5 separate regions of the Mus musculus genome follow, and regions 2, 3, 4 and 5 are each linked to region 1. A link is a contact called in public HiChIP or PLAC-seq and promoter capture Hi-C data. All regions are on one chromosome and are shown on one strand. Each heading gives the region's core, a stretch centred on a gene start, on an enhancer-like site or on the middle of the called end of the contact. The rest is flanking DNA. Distances are from core to core; before and after follow the strand shown. Region 1 holds the start of Psmb1 (proteasome (prosome, macropain) subunit, beta type 1). Region 2 holds the start of Acat2 (acetyl-Coenzyme A acetyltransferase 2). Region 3 overlaps Wtap (Wilms tumour 1-associating protein). Region 4 holds the start of Sod2 (superoxide dismutase 2, mitochondrial). Region 5 overlaps Lnpep (leucyl/cystinyl aminopeptidase).

Region 1 (3,941 bases), core at 894-3,393:
ACCTACTATTTTTACTGAAGCAAGTTTTGCACTAAAACTCCAAAGCAAAAAAGAATGGCATTACAAATACCATGAACAGCAACAGAAGGGAAAAAATATTACCACAGGCCACTCAAGCAACTTAATTAAGGTTACCAGAGACATACAAACTCCTCATGTGATGGGCTGCTGTAGAAGACCCCAAGCACCAAGCTGGAGTTTAGAATTCTAGCAGAGTTACACAGAACAAAAAAGAGAATGTTCCACTTGCAAAGTGAGGTTTTAATACAATTCTCCCAATAGTACTACGTGAAATGGGACATAATACTGCTCCAGTAAGAGTGCTGTGACAGAAGGAACGCAGGATGACAGGAGGAAGAAGGGCAAATTCAAATACGACACCAATGTATGCAACCAAGGTTTTACAACTCCCTAGATGTGTCTGCTGAGGAAAACAACATATCCCCACCCCTTTAAACTGAGCCAAGACTTCCAAGGAGCAGCAGTAACTGAAAGGAACAATTACCCTGCTTGTTTTGTTTACTAACATGGGTTATGGAGAGATCAGAAAACTCGGTTAGATACGGTTTCCCAAAGAGGCCGGAATTTCAGGGACTTTTGAGAAATAGTTACAGAAACAGACTTAGGAATTATAAAAGATTAGTAATTATATAAAGGCCTCAAGTGACAAAAACCTGGAAGCTACAAAGAGAAATTTATATATTGTAGAATCTGAGGCTGCTTGCAGGGCTAGTTGCAATAAATGCTAAAAGGCACAAAAGAGAAAAGTGATTTAATGGATAGGTGTAAGTAACTATGAACAAAGTGATGGATAAGAAGAAGTAAAGGAGGTTAAAAAAAGTGACTCATGAGTACTGCATTCGGAACACCTTGAAATTAACACATCTTACAAAGTAAGTACTTAGTGTTCACGTGCAGCATTAAGCAGCATACTGGAAAAGCAAACTGAAACTGGACTCGGCTGAGAACGCTATGAATTTAAATCCGGTTCTAATTCACACCAGCTCTATAGCCTGGGCTGTTTAGATGCCAAGAGTCAAGAAGTAAAACTATGAAATTATTCACTTAACTGCTTGAAATTAAAACAAACAAACAAACAAACAAAAAAACCTACCTTGAGTCTTCCCCAATCTATAAGTAACTGAAAGGAGCCCACATAGTACATTCACAATTGCTCTTCAAAAGGTACAACCAAGACTAAAATCAACCTTTCACTATCTGTATGATCAACGCTCAACATTCATAAAGCCATATTTAACGTTTTTGCTTTTCTTTCTTGAGACAAAGATTCTCCGTGTAGCCCAGGCTGTCCTGGAACTTGCTCTGTAGACCAGACTGGCCACGAACTTAAGAGACCCACTTGCCTTTGCTAGCAGTAAAGGCGTGCTCCACCACCGCCTGGCTGGTTTTGCTTTTCTTAAACAAGCCCCCCCCCCGCCCCCCTTTTTTGGATAATTAGCTGTTTCAACTTCTAATTTGATGAAGAATACCCCTGTATTGTCAACGGTCCTAAATACAAAGGAAAAATATCTTCGAATAAAGCGGATAATTAAAATGCTAAAGTAATTTGAGAGTAAAAATAAACACACACAAGGGTCCGACTGCCTAAGGCTGTGGATGCAGCTCAGTAGACCTTGCCCAGCAGGCTACGTCTCAAGAGCAGAACAAAACAACCTTCACTTTCATCCCTGAAATTAAGTCTGGTTAATCATGTTAGTTTCCTCTTAAAACAACAAGTGATCAGGCGGCCCAGCGACAGAAACAGCTACTCGTCTAACAACCAAGACAAATCATAACTTCATGTTCGCCCGTTGGCTTTAGAAACGTGTTCAAGCCCTACCAAACAACAGGCCATAGGGCGGAAGATTGAGGTGGGAGCCCGGTTGCTGGAGCAAACGGCACCGAGGGCGTCCATGCACAACTGAGTGCTGGGCTGCAGGCTACATCCCTGCCATTCCCACACCCGCCCGTCGCGACCCCAGGCTCGACCCAGGTGAGGGCAGCAGGCCCAGGCTTTTACCCTCCGTTGAAGGCATAAGGCGAAAACCGCAGCTGCACAGGGCCGGCGGAGCCGTGAGGCCCCATTCCCAGCTCTCGTTCCACGTCTCGGTAAGCAGCAGTGGAAAGCATCGCGCCTAACTCCTGCTGTCTCACGGCAAAATGGCCGCCGGGACCGGTCCACTTCCGCCTCCCTCGCCCCGCCCCCCTAGGCTCCTCTAGCCTGCACTCGTCGTTGCTCTTGGAGGTCTACGCCTGCGTCCGGCTAGCGCACAACCTGGATCCGCCAATCCTGCCAACAGAGAAACCTGTTTTATAACCCTAAGAAAACGTTTGGATTTACTCATGGCGGATAGAAAATTAAAAGTCTGACCATACCAAAAAAATTAACCCAATTACAGAGCAACGACAACTCGGATGTCACATTGGCGAAGTGGCACAGCGTTTGAGACGGGTTAGTAGTTCATGCTGCATTCAAGGCCAATCAGGACGCATGTCAACTGTGTGGTGTACGCAGCCACGAGACCCAGGAAGCAATACCAGATTTCTTTAGCCAGAATATGATGGTTAATATTGTTAATTTCACAGAACTTAGCATCATGTAGGTAAAACCCATGGATGCGTCTATGCGGGTGTTTCAAGGTTTAATTGAGGAGCGAAGACCCAACTAAAATATAAGCGGCGCCACCTCATTGCCTGGATTTCCCGACTAAATAAAGAAGAAGCGAACTAACATTTATCTATTTATGTTTCTGGTCTGTGGATGCAATCCAGTTGGCATGCTTCCCCCTGGGTTGTATCTCCTCAAACAGTAAGACAACATAAAACCCGCTTCCCTTATATTGCCTCTTGACAAGCCTTTGTTAAGTTTTCTCAATTCCCCAGTCTTCTGAGGTTTCCTGTACTTTCAAGAGAAAATGTTTCCTTTAGGGGAAAATAGATACACAGTACTATTGTACTTATTAGAGTCTGTGTAAATAGACAACCTATACAACACCTACACACATAACACACAGATACTGTCCATCACACACACAGACACACACACAGAGAGAAAGAGAGAGAGAGAGAGCGCTAACCTTAACCTAAAGGAGCTCATTACCTCGTTGATAATGCAAAATACAAGGGAAAGGAAGTACGCAGAACAACACATGTATATGCCTTAGATGAACTTCAGAAGGAAAAAAAAATTAAGATATGTTGGAATCAATCAAGCATTATGAAGCAGCCTAAGAAACAGCTGACGTTTTCTTGTGGCAGCAAGGAAGAGAGCTGGTAGTGACCGAGCTAAAAATAGAAATGAATCTGTGACTACAAAGTCGCTTGTTTTGTTGTTCTTCCTTGAACGTAAGTTAACATCTACTGAGAACATGATGAGGAGCGTTTGCTTGACATTTTCCTTAGCCACCTCACAAATCTCAAAGGGGAGGAGCCAGTAAGCTTGCCAAGCAATCTCTGGAGTTCGAAGCCAGCCAGTTCTACAGAGTGAGTCCCAAGAAAGTCGGGGCTACACAGAGAAACTCTTTCTCACAAAAACAAATCATGGAAGACTGAGGATGTAGTTCAGTGGTAGAACGCTTGCTTGGGCTTGATCGCCATTGCCACATCCCCAACTGTTTCCGCTACACACTCAATAGATCTCTCTTTGACAGCTAGAAAGGGCCGTCGGAGGCCCCGCCCCGGAACTGCTGGTACCCGGCCCGCTCGTTTCCTTCCCAGTGTCTCACAGCTTAAGCACAACAAATCGGACTGCAGTCAAGAGCGCAACTGGCGGAAGTGACGGCATCAGATGTGCGTCAGGCGTTCGGTGGATCGAGTCCGGTAGCGGTGGCGGGTATCTGCTGGCGGTTTGGCTAGGTTTCTGCGGTCGCGTCATTTTCTCCGCAGTGCCCAGGTAACGGTCCTTTCATCCTTTTCTCTGCTTGGAGGCCTTAATAAAGGCG
Region 2 (3,941 bases), core at 795-3,294, 2.5 Mb before region 1:
ATAAGAACAGTAAGTGCTCCTTAGAGCTGAGCAATCTCTTTACTCTCTAAAAGATGATGATACTTCTTAGAGACACTTGGCTTCTTTGCTCTTTCAGACGACTGAAACAATGAACTCCTCAAAGACTGGAATCACATGCTGGGAGAAGGAACAAGTTGAAGCCTGGTACAAGGCAAAGGAGATCTTTCCTTCCAGGGAAAAAGATTCCACACACTCTGAGGACTTGCCAGACCACCCTGCTATAGAGACCCAGACAATGGGTCAATGCAGGGGGTGGGGCCATAACATGACCTGACTGTTTAGAAGTGCGAATCTCCAGCTGTCTATTTAAAGTTTAATCTCACTTCTGGAGTATGAAGATGGACCTGAGGAGGATACTTGGATCTCCTCCCAATTTAACCAAATTAAATAAAGCTCCCTTTTCTACTATCCATTTTGCTGTTCCACCTAGAATATGAAGGACAACTAGCTGAACGTGGTTTCTTGAGATAAAGATTGTGACACCAAGTTCTCTAACAATGATCCTTTATATATATATATATATATATATATACAGATGTTGCATAATCTAGGAGGTGGGGATCTGATGTCAAAACAATTCTAGCCCCAAATGTTTCAAAAAACAATATTCAACTGGCACACATACAAATGGTCTCAGACAGAGTAAGAGCAGAACTTGGTATTGAATATTAACAATTTTCTCTACAGTTGATTCAAATGTGTGCTGAGGGAGCACAGGGCAGGGCAGGAGTGGGAACTCATGACCACATGCATGCTAACCACACACTTCACCACTGAGCTATACACCCAGGCCCCAAACCAATCATCAACATCAGTAGTCACTGATCTCCAAGCCCAGCAGGAATCAGAGCTATGATGAAGCATTCTTAGACTCTCCTGCCTTCCTCCGGACAGTCCCCTGGAGTGAGGGACAGCTGATCTCCTGACAAAGTGGACCAGGGTAGAGCTGCTCTGCTGCAGCCCCACTCGCAGCTGTGGCACAGTGCCAGGCCCACACACTTTTATTGACTGTGTGACATGTTAGGGGTATGTGGAGGACTGTGAATACTTTGCTGTGCTTCTAACAATGCAAAGGCGATACAGTCCCGTGGTCTAAGATCACTCACCGAAAAGGCTTGTAAAGGAGCTGTGACTTCAGCCAGAGGAAGGAGGAGGGACAGAAAGAATCCTAGCAGAGAGAACTCCAAGCAAAGCAATGTATGGTGGTGGTGGTGTGTGTGCGCGCACACACACACATATAAATAAATGCTGTTTCTAGTGAACCAGATCTGTCCTGGGCTACTGAGGAGTTACCTGCCGTCAAGACATGTCCAAATATGACCTCGGACACCTCTTCTGGAGCCACCTTGGCCCTCTGCAGGACTTCTTTGATGACAGTTGTCCCCATTTCGTGGACAGGCACGGTGGACAGGGCACCATTGAAGGAGCCTACAATGGAATGGGGAAGAGGGAAGGAATCTGAACCAAGAGCACACTGAGGACCACCGAGGGGGAGAAGGGGTCACATGCATTCCAAATAAAAACGGCTGGAGCCGAGGCGGGCAAAGGCGATGGTGACTTCCAGAACAATGCCAAAGCCAAGGCCTGCCTGGAGGAGCAGCTCAGACCACCATCTCTCGGGCCCCCGACACCACAGCGTGATCAATGGTGCACCGCCGAACAGACCAATCAGCGATCAGGAGAGAGAGCGCGTCCCAACGTTATCTAATAGGTGAGCCTGGCAGAGCGGTGGCTCTACTGCGAGGAGCCAATCGCAGCACGAGGGGCGGGTCCGCGGGCAAGGCGCGGGGCACCGCGAGCTGTGGAGTCTGTGGCCGGCCGCCCCCTCCCCGTCACGAGAGCCCGAGTCTCCGCGATCATGTCGGGAAGGAGGGTCACAGGCTGAAGTGACCTCGCGGGACACTCACCTATAGCGGTGCGCGCCGCTGAGACGATGACCACGGGGTCTGAGCCCGCATTCATCTTGTCGCTCTGGTCTCTGCTAGCTCTCAGCCTTGTCCTGTCTGCGACTGAGGTAAAACTTCCTCCAGCCTGACAGGCTGTGCTGGGGGGGGCGGAGCTATGGCCTCCACGCCACGCCTCCTCACGCCTGCGCAGGAAGCTGGTAGGGCTAAGTCCCAGAATTGTGTAAGATGGAGACTCTTTGGTTTGGTATGGGGTAGATGGTGTCTACCCAACCTAGGTGTGTCGGGTTAGGGTGGGGTGTGGAGGATCCAGGGATGTTGGGTTGGAGGTAGACAGCCTAGGGGTGTCGAAGAGCGATGCGGTGTGCAGACGGTCTAGGGGTCATAGGTGGAGTCGGGTCCAAGGGTAAGGCTTTCCTCCAGGTGACACTGGAACCTAGCCTAACCTTTCCTACATAGGCATCTCCCGTTTCTTCTGAAGGTTCTTCTCAGCGCTGACAGCTTCTGAGTGGGTAGCCTCCTTGCTAACAGAGATCCTTAGGGCAGTGGATCTCTACTGTCCAATCCTCTCGGACTTATTATTCAGCCAAAGACAGAATCTGCCAGACTCTACTTACCTCTCTGCCTTGTGTCATTCTCATGCCTTTTGCAGGCTCCCTCTGGCCACCCCCCAGTCCCAGCCCTAGCACTATCACAGGTCACCTGCAGTGTCCCCAGTGTTTTGAAAGGAGAGTCATCCTGGTTTGCTTCTGCAGCTTGCTGGTCTACAGAGAATGCCATCTGTTTAGGAAAGCAGAATCCTGTGGTGGAAGGAAAGGCTTTCTAGGCAAGTCTTGCCCTCAGTGGGGACAGTGGACAGTGAAGTAAGAGAACTGCGCCACAGATTGTAGGAAAGGAAAACAAACCTAACAACAACAACCCGGTAAGCTGGGATATCCTCCTGAAATGTAAAGCAACCTGAAAAAAATAGTATTTTGAGAGAGGTGGATGGATCAAAGTAGGTTCTAGAGATGAGGCTAAATTCTAGATTATGTCCTCTGTTTCCTCAAGGGTCCAAGAAATGCAAGGGACTTCCCATGGTTTCCTCCTCCTCCTCCTCCTCCTCCTCCTCCTCCTCCTCCTCCTCCTCCTCCTCCTCCTCCTCCTTCTTCTTCTTCTTTTTGGTTTTTCGTGACAGGGTTTCTCTGTATAGCCCTGGCTGTCCTGGAACTCACTTTGTAGACCAGGCTGGCCTCAAACTCAGAAATCTGCCTGCCTCTGCCTCCTGAGTGCTGGGATTAAAGGCGTGCGCCACCACGCCTGGCTTAATAATTTATTTTTATGTGTCTTTGCTTGCATGCATGTATGCATCCTTGCATGTGAGCCTAGTGTCTGCAGAGGCAAGCAGAGGATGCTGGACCCCAGGAACTGGAATTGCAGACAGTCGTGAGCTATCATATGGGTGCTAGCTACCAAACCCTGTTCTCTGCAGGAGCAGTAGTGCTCATCACCACTGTGTCACCTCCCTAGCCCTCTGTTTTCCCACTACTCTGGCCACTCTTCAGTTCCCTTTGTGGCCTTACTCTCACTGCCCCTCACCCAACATGCCACAGCATGTCCACCCCATCCTGTCAGTTACCCCCATTATGCTGACAACTCTGGAATCCTTCTTTTAATTTTGTTGCCTGTGAGCAGACTGGCTCTCTCAATTTAAACTTTCTATAAAAAACAACTTATGACATCTAACCCAAACTCGTGTTTACCTCTTCAGCTTATTTCTTTTGACTGAAGAACGTCTCAGTGAGTGGTGTGAGGCTCTGTTAGCTAAGCTAGAAATCTCTGGACCTCCGCTTAGGCTTCACTTCCTCCAGGAAGCCTTCCTAAATCCTGCCTTGGCTCTTATTCCTAATCTTATCTTCGTTAACCATACAACTCTTAGTTTCCAGTTTTCTTTTCTTTTTCTTTTTTTTCTTTTTTCTCTTGGTTTGTTTGAGACAGGGTTTCTCTGTGTAGCCCTGGCTGTCCTGGAACTCACTC
Region 3 (3,941 bases), core at 457-2,956, 2.5 Mb before region 1:
CTGGGATTTGAACTCGACCTTCGGAAGAGCAGTCGGGTGCTCTTACCCACTGAGCCATCTCACCAGCCCCCATTCCTATAGTTTTTAGTAAAAACTTATTATTGTATATGGGCTCACATTTGCCATGGTACACATGTGGAAGAGACTAAGGAACCGTCTTGTAGACTTGTTTGTTTTGTTTTGTTTTTCAGGGATTAAGCTTGGGCTACAGCTAGGTCTACACAGAAAGGGCCTTTACCCACTGAACCATTGTGCCCTCCCTGAGCTTGCTGATTTATTAAACTAAACACATTCTCTAGCAAGGTATATATGAAATATAAATGCTTTCTGTGTAACTAATCTTGAGTATTTTAGCTCTAAAAGAAAATTTGGTTGCTATCAATCTATGAATCACCTAAACTAATATTATAGTTCTTCTTGCTTACATACTGAAGAATCATAGGAAACATATCCAAAAAAATATTTCAAGTGACTTGAGGCTATATTAACATTAAAAAAAAGTCACACTGAATCAGATAATAATAGCACACGTCTTTAATTCCAGCAGTGGGATTTAAAGACAGGTGGAACTCTGGGTTAGAGGTTCCAAGACAGCCAAAGCTACACAAAGGAACCATGTTTTAAAACAAAAACTCCCCACATACATACCCCAACCCCCACCCCCCAAAACCAAACAAATAAAAAACCCAAATTAAGCCAACCCCCAAACAAACACTACAAACAACCATGTCAGCTACTGTAGTGGAAACATGCCAGTATTCCTATCCCTTGGTGGGCTAAGGCAAGAGGATCTTAATTTCCATAGGAAGACACTGTCTCAAACAATCAGTAACAAGAAAACCCCACAGAACAAGCAAACCCAAACTAGGGATGGCATAATGGTAAGTAGGTAGTCATAGTATGATGTATATGTATTTTTGATGAAAGAACATTTTACCTTAGAATTAACTCATCCCGTGCCATAACTTTGAAGTCTGTTTCACTCAGTCGGACCTAGAAAGAAAATTTAAAACAGACTGAGTATTCTTTCAGAGCGCAAAGTGTTTTCCACAGGAACAACTCTGAAAATAGCTTTAAACTAAATGTGAAGGTTGGAGAAAGCTTATCGGTTAACAGTGCTTGGAACTCTTCAGAGAACCAGTTTAGTTCGCAATACCTAATCAGTCAGAGTGCACACCTGTCTGGAACTCCAGCTCCAAAGGACACCATTTCTCCACTTCAGAGCATTCCCAAAATACAGATACACAAAAAATTAAAAATTAAAACCAAACAAACAAGTGAAATAAAAAACTCACATCAGTCAGATTAAACTTTCACACACCACATCAACCAGTATTTGCATCCTTGAGCCGTCCAAGTGTCCTTTAACAGGTAAATGCTTGTAAAACTATAATTATAATACAGGGGCAGGTGGATCTCTGTACGTTCCAAGATCAGCCTATTCTACAGATCAAATTCCAGGACAGCAAAGGCTACACAGAGAAATCGTTATGAAAAACCAGAAAAAAAATAAAACAGAAAAACTGATCCAGCCATATATTCAATATTCTTCAGCAGCAAGTAGAAATAAGATTACTGATATGCAATACAAAGTGAAAAGATAATCTTAGGAGGACATACATGCCTGATTTCCTTCCTGAGGCACTCAGGAAGTTAAAGAAACTGGAAAATGGATTATCACTACAAGCCTGGGGAAGGAGGGAGGGAGGGCATCAAAGTGCCCTGTGGTGAGGATTCAGATGCTTATCTTGAGATACAACTGCAGTTGTATAGAGAACGTTTGAAAAAAATGAAGAAATTTGAAAAACTTGTGAGTGTACCAGTTCCCTAGTTTTAAACTATTAATCCAGATGCTGATTTTGAAAGAAGCTCATAGAATGTTACTAAACATCTTATCAATCTACAACTTTCAATAGTTTGAGGGCTGGAGAGGTGGCTCAACAGTTAAGAGTACTGACTGACTTCTCCAGAGGTCCAGAGTTCAATTCCCAGCAAGCACATGGTGGCTCACAACCATCTGTAATGGAATCTGATGCCCTCTTCTGGTGTGTCTGAAGACGGATACAGTGTACTTACACCTAATAACAAATAAATCTTGAAAGAAAGAAAGAAAGAAAGAAAGAAAGAAAGAAAGGAGAAAGCAAGCATGCATGCATGCATGCATTTCTAAATGTTTGAAACAATTTCAACTTAGGTTCTACTTTTCAAAAGTATTTATTTAATGTATGTGAGTGCACTGTAGCTATCTTCAGACTCACCTGGAGAGGGGCATCAGATCCCATTACAGATGGTTGTGAGCCATCATGTGGTTGCTTCCAATTGATCAGGACCTCTGGAAGAGTAGTCGGTGTTCTTAACCACTGAACCATTCTCCAGCCCCTAGAAATGCTTTTTCTATGGCTCTATTAATTTCTCTTATTAAAAAAAAATTCTTGGCCAGGCAGTGGTGGCGTGTGCCTGTTATCCCAGCACTCGGGAGGCAGAGGCAGGTGGATTTCTGAGTTCGAGGCCAGCCTGGTCTACAGAGTGAGTTCCAGGACAGCCAGGGCTATACAGAGAAACCCTGTCTTGAAAAACCAAAAACCAAACCAAACCAAACCAAACCAACGAAAAAACAAACAAAAAAATTCTTGGAAGAGGGAGCCTAGACAAAAGGAGAACTGCCTGCACAGCATGCAAGAAGCAGACTTTGATTCCTAGAAGCACAGAGAACACTTTAAAGAGTTTCTAAGTATTAACCAGTAACACTAGTGTCACAATACAAAACAGGAAAAAACACTGAACCTGAGAAAGCAAACCACAGTTCATTACTCACTCCTGAATAATGTTGACTCCAAAACTTTAGGCAGAATTTTATATAACATTACGCTTTTCCAAACTGAATTACAAATCCTTCCATAGCCTATAGCACACTGTTTAACAGAACTTCAGGATACATGTAGTGTTATTACCTATAAGTAATGATAGCTAAACTCAGTAAAGGACTATAGAGCCAGAACATCCAAAGTTAGAAAATAAAGGAAAAAAACAAGAACTAATTAGGTGTAGCCTTGAAAAATACTCAGGTGGATAGATTTAAGTTACAACCCTGGGGGTTTAACAAAATAGGAGCAAAAATAGGAACATATACATACATGTGTGTGTATAGATGTGTGTAAAATCTGTAAAATATTCAGAAATTGTTCACGTGTGTATATGGTAATGTAATACAGGCTAAGAAGTGAAGATCACAGGAATACTGTAATGCCTTCTAAAAGCTGTGAAACTGAGCACATACAGAGACATCTTAAAGCTGTAGTCCCTTGATGCAAAGTACAAGGTAAAGGAAGTGGAAAATAAGGACATAGAATAGCCCCTTAAACTCTAAGAAAGGAGGGTTTGAAGCTGCTGACATACCTTTTTAGGAAGAGGTTCTTCGTTGGTCATCTTGCACCCTGAAAAATAAGGGGTGGGGGTGGGGGAAAGATTTTCAGTTGATTTTCTTTCAATTAAAGTTTTTTCTCCTCAAAACAAAACTGTTTTGTGAAATAGTTATTAAACAATCTTGTATTTCACAGCACTTTGGTCCCTTCATTCATTTTAGTGAAAGGGATTCAACCTAGGACTCTTCACAATTTAGGTTAGTTAGCCCAGGATAGCTTCAATTAACAACCACCAAAAAAAGGGCACAAAAGACATAAGTACCCCCGTAACTTTCACCAAATTTCCTCTTTGCTAACATCTTTCATCATCGTGGTTATATTATTTTTAAAAAAGTGTAAGTCAGGCCTCAGAAGGCCACCGAGGCCTGTTGCTAAAGGCCTAGAAGGGCAGCACCGGCCACCAGTTTGCTGGCCTTGACTTGTACAGCATTGCTGTGACAGTAAAGCAGAAGCCATCATGTGATTCACTACACTCTAACGATGTTAAATATAAAGTATATATACCTTAAAGACAGAACC
Region 4 (3,941 bases), core at 939-3,438, 2.5 Mb before region 1:
GTAGACCAGGCTGGCCTCGAACTCAGAAATCTTCCTGCCTCTGCCTCCTGAGTGCTGGGATTAAAGGCGTGTGCCACCACGCCCGGCTGGTACTAGTTTTGAAAGCATGAAGGGGTTATGAAGAGCAGCTGAGGCTTGGCACTGTGAGAGGCCATGGAAGGCCATTGGTGAAGGTGCAGCCATAGTTGTAGTTGATGGCCCCGGACTGAAGGGGTCATGCAAAGGATTTGAGGATTGGCACCATGAAGAGAGCCTATGAGAGGCTATTGGTGAAGCCTAGTTGGAGTAGAACACCCCAGTGTATTGGAGATGTCAGTACCCTGGGATGATCACCAAGAACAAGCCGTAGTGGAGTGGATCAACCTGAGCTTAGAATGCTACTGAGGGCAGAGCTGGAGAAGTGATGCCAGCCCTTAGGAGCCCAAAAGATCAAGTGGAATCCCAGACACTGAAACAAGAAGCTGTAACATTGAAATTGCCTTGGAGACTCAAAGCTATTAAAGATGCCAGAGCCATGGGATACGTGCTAAGGAAAGCTGCTAACAGGGAGTGGAACCAGCCCAGGAGAAAGCAGTTGTTGCAGTCAACAAAGATGAAAAAGGAGTGGAGATCTGAAGACCGCTTTGACATCAGCCATGGAGACGCAGAGTTTGGAGTTTACCCAGCTGGTTTCCTGTCTTTCTTTGGGGATTACAGTTAAGTGATTGGATGAATCTCAGAAGAGACCTTGAACTTTGGATTTTTAATATTGTTGAGACTGCTATAGACTATGAGGACTTGAAAAGTTTGACTAAATGCATTTTTTTTTGTTTTTGTTTTTGTTTTTTTTTTTTGAGGCAGGGTTTCTCTGTATAGCCCTGGCTGTCTTGGAAATCACTTTGTAGACCAGGCTAGCCTTGAACTCAGAAATCCGCCTGCCTCTGTCTCCGGAGTGCTGGGATCAAAGGCATGTGCCACCACACCACCATAGCATTTTGCATTATGCTATGTTTAAGTATGGCCCCCCATAGACTCATGTTTTTGAACAAGTCTATGGGGGGCCAGGGAGTGGAGCATGATGGTTTGTATATTCTTGGGCCAGGGAATGGCACCATCTGGAGGTGTGGCCTTGTTGGAATAGGTGTGACCTGGTTGGAATGGGTGTGTCACTGTGGGTGTGGGCATAAGATCCTCACCCTAGTTGCCTGGAAGTTAGTCTTCCACTAGCTGCCTTTGGATGAGGACATAGAACTCTCAGCTCTGCCTGTGCCATGCCTGCCTGGATACTGCCATGCTCCCACCTTAATGATAATGGACTGAACCTCTGAACCTGTAAGCCAGCCACAAGTAACTGTTGTTTTTTATAAGACTTGCCTTGGTCATGGTGTCTGTTCACAGCAGTAAAACCCTAACTAAGACACAGGTCATCCATACAGCTCCGGTCTGACGCCTGTGGACAGGTTTCTCCCTACCGGAAAGCATCCTCTTGCAATTCCCCTTACCCTAAGCCCTGTCATCCTTAGGAGGCCTGCAAAGGGGGTGGGAAAAAACCACCGGGAACTACTCAGCCAACTGCCTTCTGCTTTCTTAGTGTTTTCTAATCAGGGAAGACATAAACCCATTAAGTAGAAGAGGAAAGCTGTATAATTGTTATGGAAACATTTGATAGCCACTGCTTCTTAGACTAATAAGTCCACAAAGGGAAACAATGTCCTTTTACATTTGGTCGAGTGGGTTGGTTTTTGAAGTCACTGAATGTTGCAGAGTTTAATCAAGAAAGATGAACCTCGCCTTCTAATCCGGACTCTTACTAGTTAACTGGCAAGCTGCACCCGGAGTCCGCAACCCCAGTCTCAGGGGCAACAAAGATGAACACACGCAAACCTGCGACGTGATTTAATGTCAGGTTAGGCCCCAGGGAAGGTCACTCCGGGCATAAATTAACTGGGTCAGAGGGGCCCTGATTACTCCATAATTCTGACCAGCAGCAGAGCCTTGGCTTTCCGGAGGAAAGTCTCCAGGGTTTCCCAGAAGCAGGAGTAGAAATAGAGTGGAAGCTTTGCAGCTCACAGCCAGAGCTGGACAGGGCGGCCCGAGGAGGGGCGGAGCCACACCGCGGGGCGGACGGGGTTCCCCGAGGCGGGGCGGGGCCAAGGCCGATGGTGGGGGCGTGGCTGTAGCAAGCACGCGGCCTCTACCAATTTGGCACAGGGGAGACGTTGCCTTCCCAGGATGCCGCTCCGTTATGCGCCGGGCCGTCCGTGTCGCCGTCCTCCCCTCCGCTGATGGGCGCTGCGGGCAGGGTCACCGCTTCGCTGTGTCCTTGCGGACGCCGGGCGGACGCTGCCTAGCAGACGCGCGCCTGCGAGCGAACGGCCGTGTTCTGAGGAGAGCAGCGGTCGTGTAAACCTCAATAATGTTGTGTCGGGCGGCGTGCAGGTGAGCGGCAGGGCCCCGGGGCCTCGGCGTCCCCTACGGGTGGGTCTCGGGGCGGCGGGCGTGGCTGGCTCGCCGTGTCAGTGGCGTGACCCGCCGTCCTCTCTGTTCCTCTCAGCACGGGCAGGAGGCTGGGCCCTGTGGCCGGTGCCGCGGGCTCCCGGCACAAGCACAGCCTCCCAGACCTGCCTTACGACTATGGCGCGCTGGAGCCACACATTAACGCGCAGATCATGCAGCTGCACCACAGCAAGCACCACGCGGCCTACGTGAACAATCTCAACGCCACCGAGGAGAAGTACCACGAGGCTCTGGCCAAGGGTAGGTGCGGGGCCCCTGCACACGAGGATCCCGGTGGCCGGACGGAGGTCTGTTTCGATGCCGGGGAATACCTCCGTTGGTTCGCATAAACGTCCTTTCCTATCCCGGAAAACACAGGACCTCACGAAAGTACTTGACGGACCTTACTGTTGTGTCCTTTTTTGTCACCCGTGTTGCTAGCTAGCATTGGTGGTGGTCCTTTAAAGACAGCTCTCGGACGCTGCTCCTTTTTGCGTAATGAATATTTAGTTTTTGTTTTGCATATGAATATTTAAAATATGCGGTTGTTATATAACGTGGCTTCAGGAGAGTTTGTTTTGCTTATTTTTCAGGTAGCCTTGGCAGCCATTTGCAGGAGGGTTGAGAGTGCCCGAGCTGGGTCAGCCAGGTGCCCTTGGGTGAGAGGGTGGTTGGGGCTAGAAGTGGCTGGGGTTTTGCTGAGAGCAAGCGATATTGGTGGCCTGGCAGCAGGTGCAGGAGAGGGTCTGAAGTGGCATCAGAAGACTGCAGTCCGAGTTGTGATTATTGTCACCGTTGTGGACAACAATAGGATTAGTTCAGTCTAGGGCTGGGACTCCCTGACCCCTTGGATATCTCTGGACATCCTGTTTCACACTCTTTACCCTTGGGGGGGGGGGGAGGAAAAGACAGGAACGAGCACTTAGCTGCAGAACAGGCTAGACTTGGTACTTTTGGGGTCAAAGTTCACAAGAAAAATAGCTATTTTGTGAGAAACTGAGTATCTGTCACTGAATGGAACAGTAGGCAAGCTTATTTATTTACCTATATTTTTAAGCGCTCAGCCAACAAAATCCATAGTGCAGAGTTCTGTGTTTGCACCCCTAGATGATGTATATGGGAATGCTATAGTATTAAAAAACCTCTGTGTGTGTGTGTGTGTGTGTGTGTGTGTGTGTGTGTGTGAATGGATTCGTGCTGACACACGGAGCCAGTGGAGGTTAGAGGATAACCTAGGGCATTGGTTCTCTCCTTCCACTGTGGTATCCAGAAACTAAGCTCAGATTGTCAATTCAAGTCAGGGTGTCAGGTTTTCCTGGCAAGAGCCTTTTTGTGTTTTACCTGTTGAGTCAACCACAATTTCTGGGAATTTTTTTGGAAGATTTATTTATTATTATATTTTTATTATTATTTATTATTATTACATATACTGTAACTGTCTTCAGACAGAGGGCGTAAGTACACTG
Region 5 (3,941 bases), core at 536-3,035, 2.1 Mb after region 1:
AGATCTTAGCAAGACAGGCCTATGATTTTCTTTCTTTATAAAGTTAAGAACTTTGACTTAGTCACCTAAAGGAACCACTTCATACCTTTGCTTTGGCAGCTACATAACTCTTGTACATTAGGAATCATTAATAAATAAAAGATAACTGACCACAAGCCCTAATTGAGCCAGTTAATCTGGGAACTGAGATGGTATTTAGTGATAATTTGAGAAGTTGCATATACAACATGGTTACACTGGAAAATTGGCTCATGCCCATGCAGGACATATTACTCAGAATGATATGTAGTTTAAAATTTACAGACTGCTTTTCTGGTCTTTCCTTTTAGTATTTTTCCTAAGATGGCTAATAATAGTTTACTGAAGCCTGAAAGAAAAACTGCAGATAAGAAAAAATTAGTGCCTCTGTATACTCACATTAAACTCCTAATTTCTTGTTAAAAGTACTATTATTTACTTCATCAGGCTTTAATCCAGACAACATTTTTGCCTCCTTCTTTATCTGTTTTACCCTGTCACTAAGTCCTTCAAGTACAAAACTCCCTTTAGTTTTAGATCTGTTTTCTTCCCATTGCTATGACCATTCATTGCAAACGTTCACTCTGCATGTCTGATTTTCAGTGTCATGTCCCATTTGTGGTCTCGGAATCAACTTTATTAACTGAATCCAATTTAAATTTTCTAAATATTAACTTTAATCAAATCATCCTTATGTTAAAAAAACATCATCGATTTCTTATGGCACTCAGGACCTGCTGTAGCTGGGCTCATGCTTTCTTTCTTACCTTCCTAAGCCTGGTTCCATCTCTGAATCCCAGACATCAGCCCTCCTGGCTCTCCTCTTCAAAGTCCATATCTGCCCTACCTTGTGCTCTTTGGCTTCTCTCTTCAACATGCATACATTTTTTGTACTATTTCAGCACACACAGCCTCTCTTGCTCATTCACATGTATTTACCTCCTAATTTTGAGCTTTTTGATAGTATGGTTTCTATCCTCACACTTAATGTATTTTCTTCGCTATCTAGCAGAGGGATTTACTATCCAAGGACTCTGACAACCAATCATAAGCTTTAGCATCACCCTTGTACAGCATCCATTCAGGTAATACCAGTACCACACTCCCTCTGTTCTCCAACCTGCTCAGAATGAAGCCAGCTTCTACTTTCCATCCACTGTCCTGGTGTCTAATGTTTCACATCCTGAAGGAGAACTGTCAATTACTAAAATAACTTTTTATGCTTAATTTTTTTTGGTGATCTTGATTGTAGAAAATACCTCAATTCTGAGTACCACAATAAAGGGCTTTGCTTAGGATGCTCTTCTAAGCACACATTCTACGGACAGATCCAGGGAGAAAACTAACTTTGAAAGATGAATTCTTACATGATCTGCTTCACTGCCTGAAAACTAGTCACACTGACTAAAAGGGAGACAGAAACACAAACGTTAAGACCAAACAGATTTACATATTTAAAATTTAAACAGTTAAAACTTCAATAGGATACCAAAGGCAACGCTTGTTCAGTCTGTAATGTGAATCACGCTGTTTGCTGACCTACAAAATAAGGTTGAAGTCTAGTAAAAGTACATTTCTTTGTGCACAGTGATACCTTAAAATAGGAGAGAGAATCAAACATTTCTTCTATTTGTTCCGAAGACTGAACAGATGATGATATTGGATGAGACGAATTCAAGGAATCTTTCCTCATGGTTTTAAATCGAGCATCTAAGAAGTCTTCATACTAGCAAAAGATAAAGCAGTAGGAAGTCATGACCGATATAAAGGCACAATTGCTACAGAATGAAAAACACCTGGGCTCACTAAGGTGCAGCATATAAACAAATGGAAGTAAATTGTATGCAGTTCCTTAAGCTTAAAACGGCACTGAGAACTGAGGCATGTGAGAATCTGCATTTCTGAAAAGAGAGCATAACTGTAAAATTGAGAATCTCTGACTATCAGAGGCAAATTCCAAATCTGAATATCCAAGATAAATATTCAACAAAGGTTAAAGTAGACTTTTAAAACAGAAATTGAAACTTAGGGCAGAAATGGGGTCCTTACCTTGATTTTCTATTAAAGTGATATATAATTCTTAGAGGTTACTTAAAAGAAAATACAACTCTTATTCTGAAAGCATTGAGAGCTCAGCCAAGAGTGTCCCTAGAATGTATATTAGAATTTAAAGTGTTCTCAGCACCCCCAAGTGGTGAGACTCTGTATTTCAATGTTTAATTAAGTAGCACACATTATTTAAACTACCTATTTCGTATCTCAACTAAAAATTACTTGCAGTCGGAATCAAGCCCTATATACAGAAATGTCAAACTAAAAACTCCCAAGAATACTTCTTATAAATACCTAAAAAATGTATGTAAGCGTCTAAGAGCAAGTCACAGAATTTTAGGGTTGAAGACAATACTATGTGGGAGACTGTCCTATAGTTTGAGAGGCACATGTTTTGTGCTTCCCTTCAGCTACCCAATAATACTTGAATTATTTCAGCAATGCCTATGAAATTATGACCTATGGTGTCTGAAAATCCTTGAGTACAGGAAGTATCTCCAGTCTCTAATGACACACTCACAGCACAATACCTCTCTTTAACAGAATGGTATTCAATCTTTGAAACAAATGCATGGTTTGTATGCAGCAATAGTAATTTATTTGTTTGGTTTTAAAAAAGATTCTATTTTATGTATATGAGTACACTGTTGCTGTCTTTAGAGACATCAGAAGAGGGCATCAGATCACATTATAGATGGTTGTGAGCCATGTGCTTAGAATTGATATCAGGACCTCTGGAAGAGCAACTAGTGCTCTTAACTGCTTAGCCATATCTCCCGCCCTTGTTTCTTTATTTAAGCAACTTATGTTACTTAAGAACTGTTGAAAGAATGCACTCAGTGACAATATAAAAAGCAGTATGAAGCCAGTCTTCATTTCATTTCTTTTTATACAAGTATTTAAGTTATTTTCCAATTTTATCTGCATTCCTTCAAACAAAAGGACCACATCTTATAAAATAAAATGTAATAGTTAAAATAATCATCCTAAAGTAAAAAATAATCATTTTAATGTTTAATGAAATACTTCAATATGCAAGAGTGGGTTTCATTGTCAAGTCTCCAGCATTACTGATTTTAACTTTTTTCAAATTATCTCAAATATGTAGAAAATATATGGTAAATACTAACTTATAATGTGGCTATTCCCTCCTCATAGGACAAAGAAACACAGTACTTACACTGTTGAGCTCTTTGAATATTTTTTCCACAGAGAAATACTCCATGAAAGTGGCAAAGCCTTCATTTAGCCACAGGTCATTCCACCACTGCATTGTAACCAGATTTCCAAACCACTGTAAGAGACAAATTCGTCACCAGCAGGACTCAGGAATTTCTTAATTGAATGGACTATCAGGCTAATTGAAGATAATCAAAATATCTTAAAACAATCTATACCCAGAATAATTAAAGTCTTATAAAAGTTATACAAACTATCCCAAAAAAGAAAGGATTTTGAAAGCTGTATAAATTGATTTTAGAAGTAAAATAAAAAGTTCAACATTTTACCTAAACTGAATGGGGGAAAAAGCAGGAAAGACTATATTTACTTATTAAAATATGTGTGAATTTTTAACATATGCTATATACAACATGTTTTATATAGGTAATGGCTTTTTTTGTTGTTTTTGTTTTTTGTTTTTCGAGACAGGGTTTCTCTGTGTAGCCCTGGCTGTCCTGGAACTCACTCTGTAGACCAGGCTGGTTTCGAACTCAGAAATCCACCTGCCTCTGCCCCTCAAGTACTGGGATTAAAGGCATGTGCCACCACCGCCTGGCTGTAATGAAAATTTTAAGCTGCTTCATTAAAGTGAAACTCCTTAGATAATGAAATTATCTGATCTAATATCAACTCTGTAAGATTACTTTCCA

The links. Promoter capture Hi-C pulls out the DNA fragments that hold promoters and counts their contacts. HiChIP or PLAC-seq counts read pairs in DNA pulled down with a chosen protein or histone mark.
Region 2: a contact with region 1 is called in an H3K4me3 HiChIP or PLAC-seq map of pro-B cells, with 8 times the contacts expected there. The contact joins the promoter of Acat2 here to the promoter of Psmb1 in region 1. A contact is called at or near these places in 3 of 39 promoter capture datasets (cranial neural crest, embryonic stem cells and hippocampal neurons), 3 of 115 datasets of contacts at active chromatin or transcription factors (astrocytes, large pre-B cells and pro-B cells) and 1 of 9 other capture datasets (adipose tissue).
Region 3: a promoter capture Hi-C map of the HPC-7 cell line shows a contact between it and region 1, with 5 times the contacts expected there. The contact joins the enhancer-like site here to the promoter of Psmb1 in region 1. A contact is called at or near these places in 9 of 39 promoter capture datasets (the C10 cell line, the HPC-7 cell line, cranial neural crest and 5 more), 1 of 115 datasets of contacts at active chromatin or transcription factors (large pre-B cells) and 1 of 9 other capture datasets (adipose tissue).
Region 4: a contact with region 1 is called in a promoter capture Hi-C map of pre-B cells, with 4 times the contacts expected there. The contact joins the promoter of Sod2 here to the promoter of Psmb1 in region 1. A contact is called at or near these places in 9 of 39 promoter capture datasets (the 3T3-L1 cell line, the C10 cell line, cranial neural crest and 4 more) and 1 of 115 datasets of contacts at active chromatin or transcription factors (astrocytes).
Region 5: a contact with region 1 is called in a promoter capture Hi-C map of pre-B cells. The contact joins the enhancer-like site here to the promoter of Psmb1 in region 1. A contact is called at or near these places in 4 of 39 promoter capture datasets (cranial neural crest, hippocampal neurons, neutrophils and 1 more), 1 of 115 datasets of contacts at active chromatin or transcription factors (astrocytes) and 2 of 9 other capture datasets (adipose tissue and liver).

The regions. Positions count from the first base shown.
Region 1 is chr17:15,496,133-15,500,073 of GRCm38.p6, forward strand. It overlaps Psmb1 (proteasome (prosome, macropain) subunit, beta type 1), which reads right to left and starts at 2,144. Exons shown (of 6, transcript NM_011185.3): 1 at 2,021-2,144. The coding sequence starts at 2,130. It overlaps Tbp (TATA box binding protein), which reads left to right and starts at 3,756. Exons shown (of 8, transcript NM_013684.3): 1 at 3,756-3,892.
Region 2 is chr17:12,958,681-12,962,621 of GRCm38.p6, forward strand. It overlaps Acat2 (acetyl-Coenzyme A acetyltransferase 2), which reads right to left and starts at 2,045. Exons shown (of 9, transcript NM_009338.3): 1 at 1,929-2,045; 2 at 1,315-1,449. The coding sequence starts at 1,983. It also overlaps the pseudogene Gm15946.
Region 3 is chr17:12,982,520-12,986,460 of GRCm38.p6, forward strand. It overlaps Wtap (Wilms tumour 1-associating protein), which reads right to left. Exons shown (of 8, transcript NM_001113533.1): 2 at 3,397-3,434; 3 at 938-993. The coding sequence starts at 3,426. Among named protein-coding and RNA genes, the nearest start is that of Wtap, 7.8 kb to the right of the region's middle. Within about 2 kb of position 1,707, at least 14 of the 459 cell types and tissues checked have an H3K27ac peak or open chromatin away from gene starts, as enhancers often do. A contact at or near this core is called in the HPC-7 cell line, where this site is marked.
Region 4 is chr17:13,005,651-13,009,591 of GRCm38.p6, forward strand. Sod2 (superoxide dismutase 2, mitochondrial) reads left to right here and starts at 2,189. Exons shown (of 5, transcript NM_013671.3): 1 at 2,189-2,418; 2 at 2,534-2,736. The coding sequence starts at 2,396.
Region 5 is chr17:17,565,071-17,569,011 of GRCm38.p6, forward strand. It overlaps Lnpep (leucyl/cystinyl aminopeptidase), which reads right to left. Exons shown (of 18, transcript NM_172827.3): 7 at 3,251-3,364; 8 at 1,613-1,744. Among named protein-coding and RNA genes, the nearest start is that of Lnpep, 57 kb to the right of the region's middle. Within about 2 kb of position 1,786, at least 2 of the 459 cell types and tissues checked have an H3K27ac peak or open chromatin away from gene starts, as enhancers often do.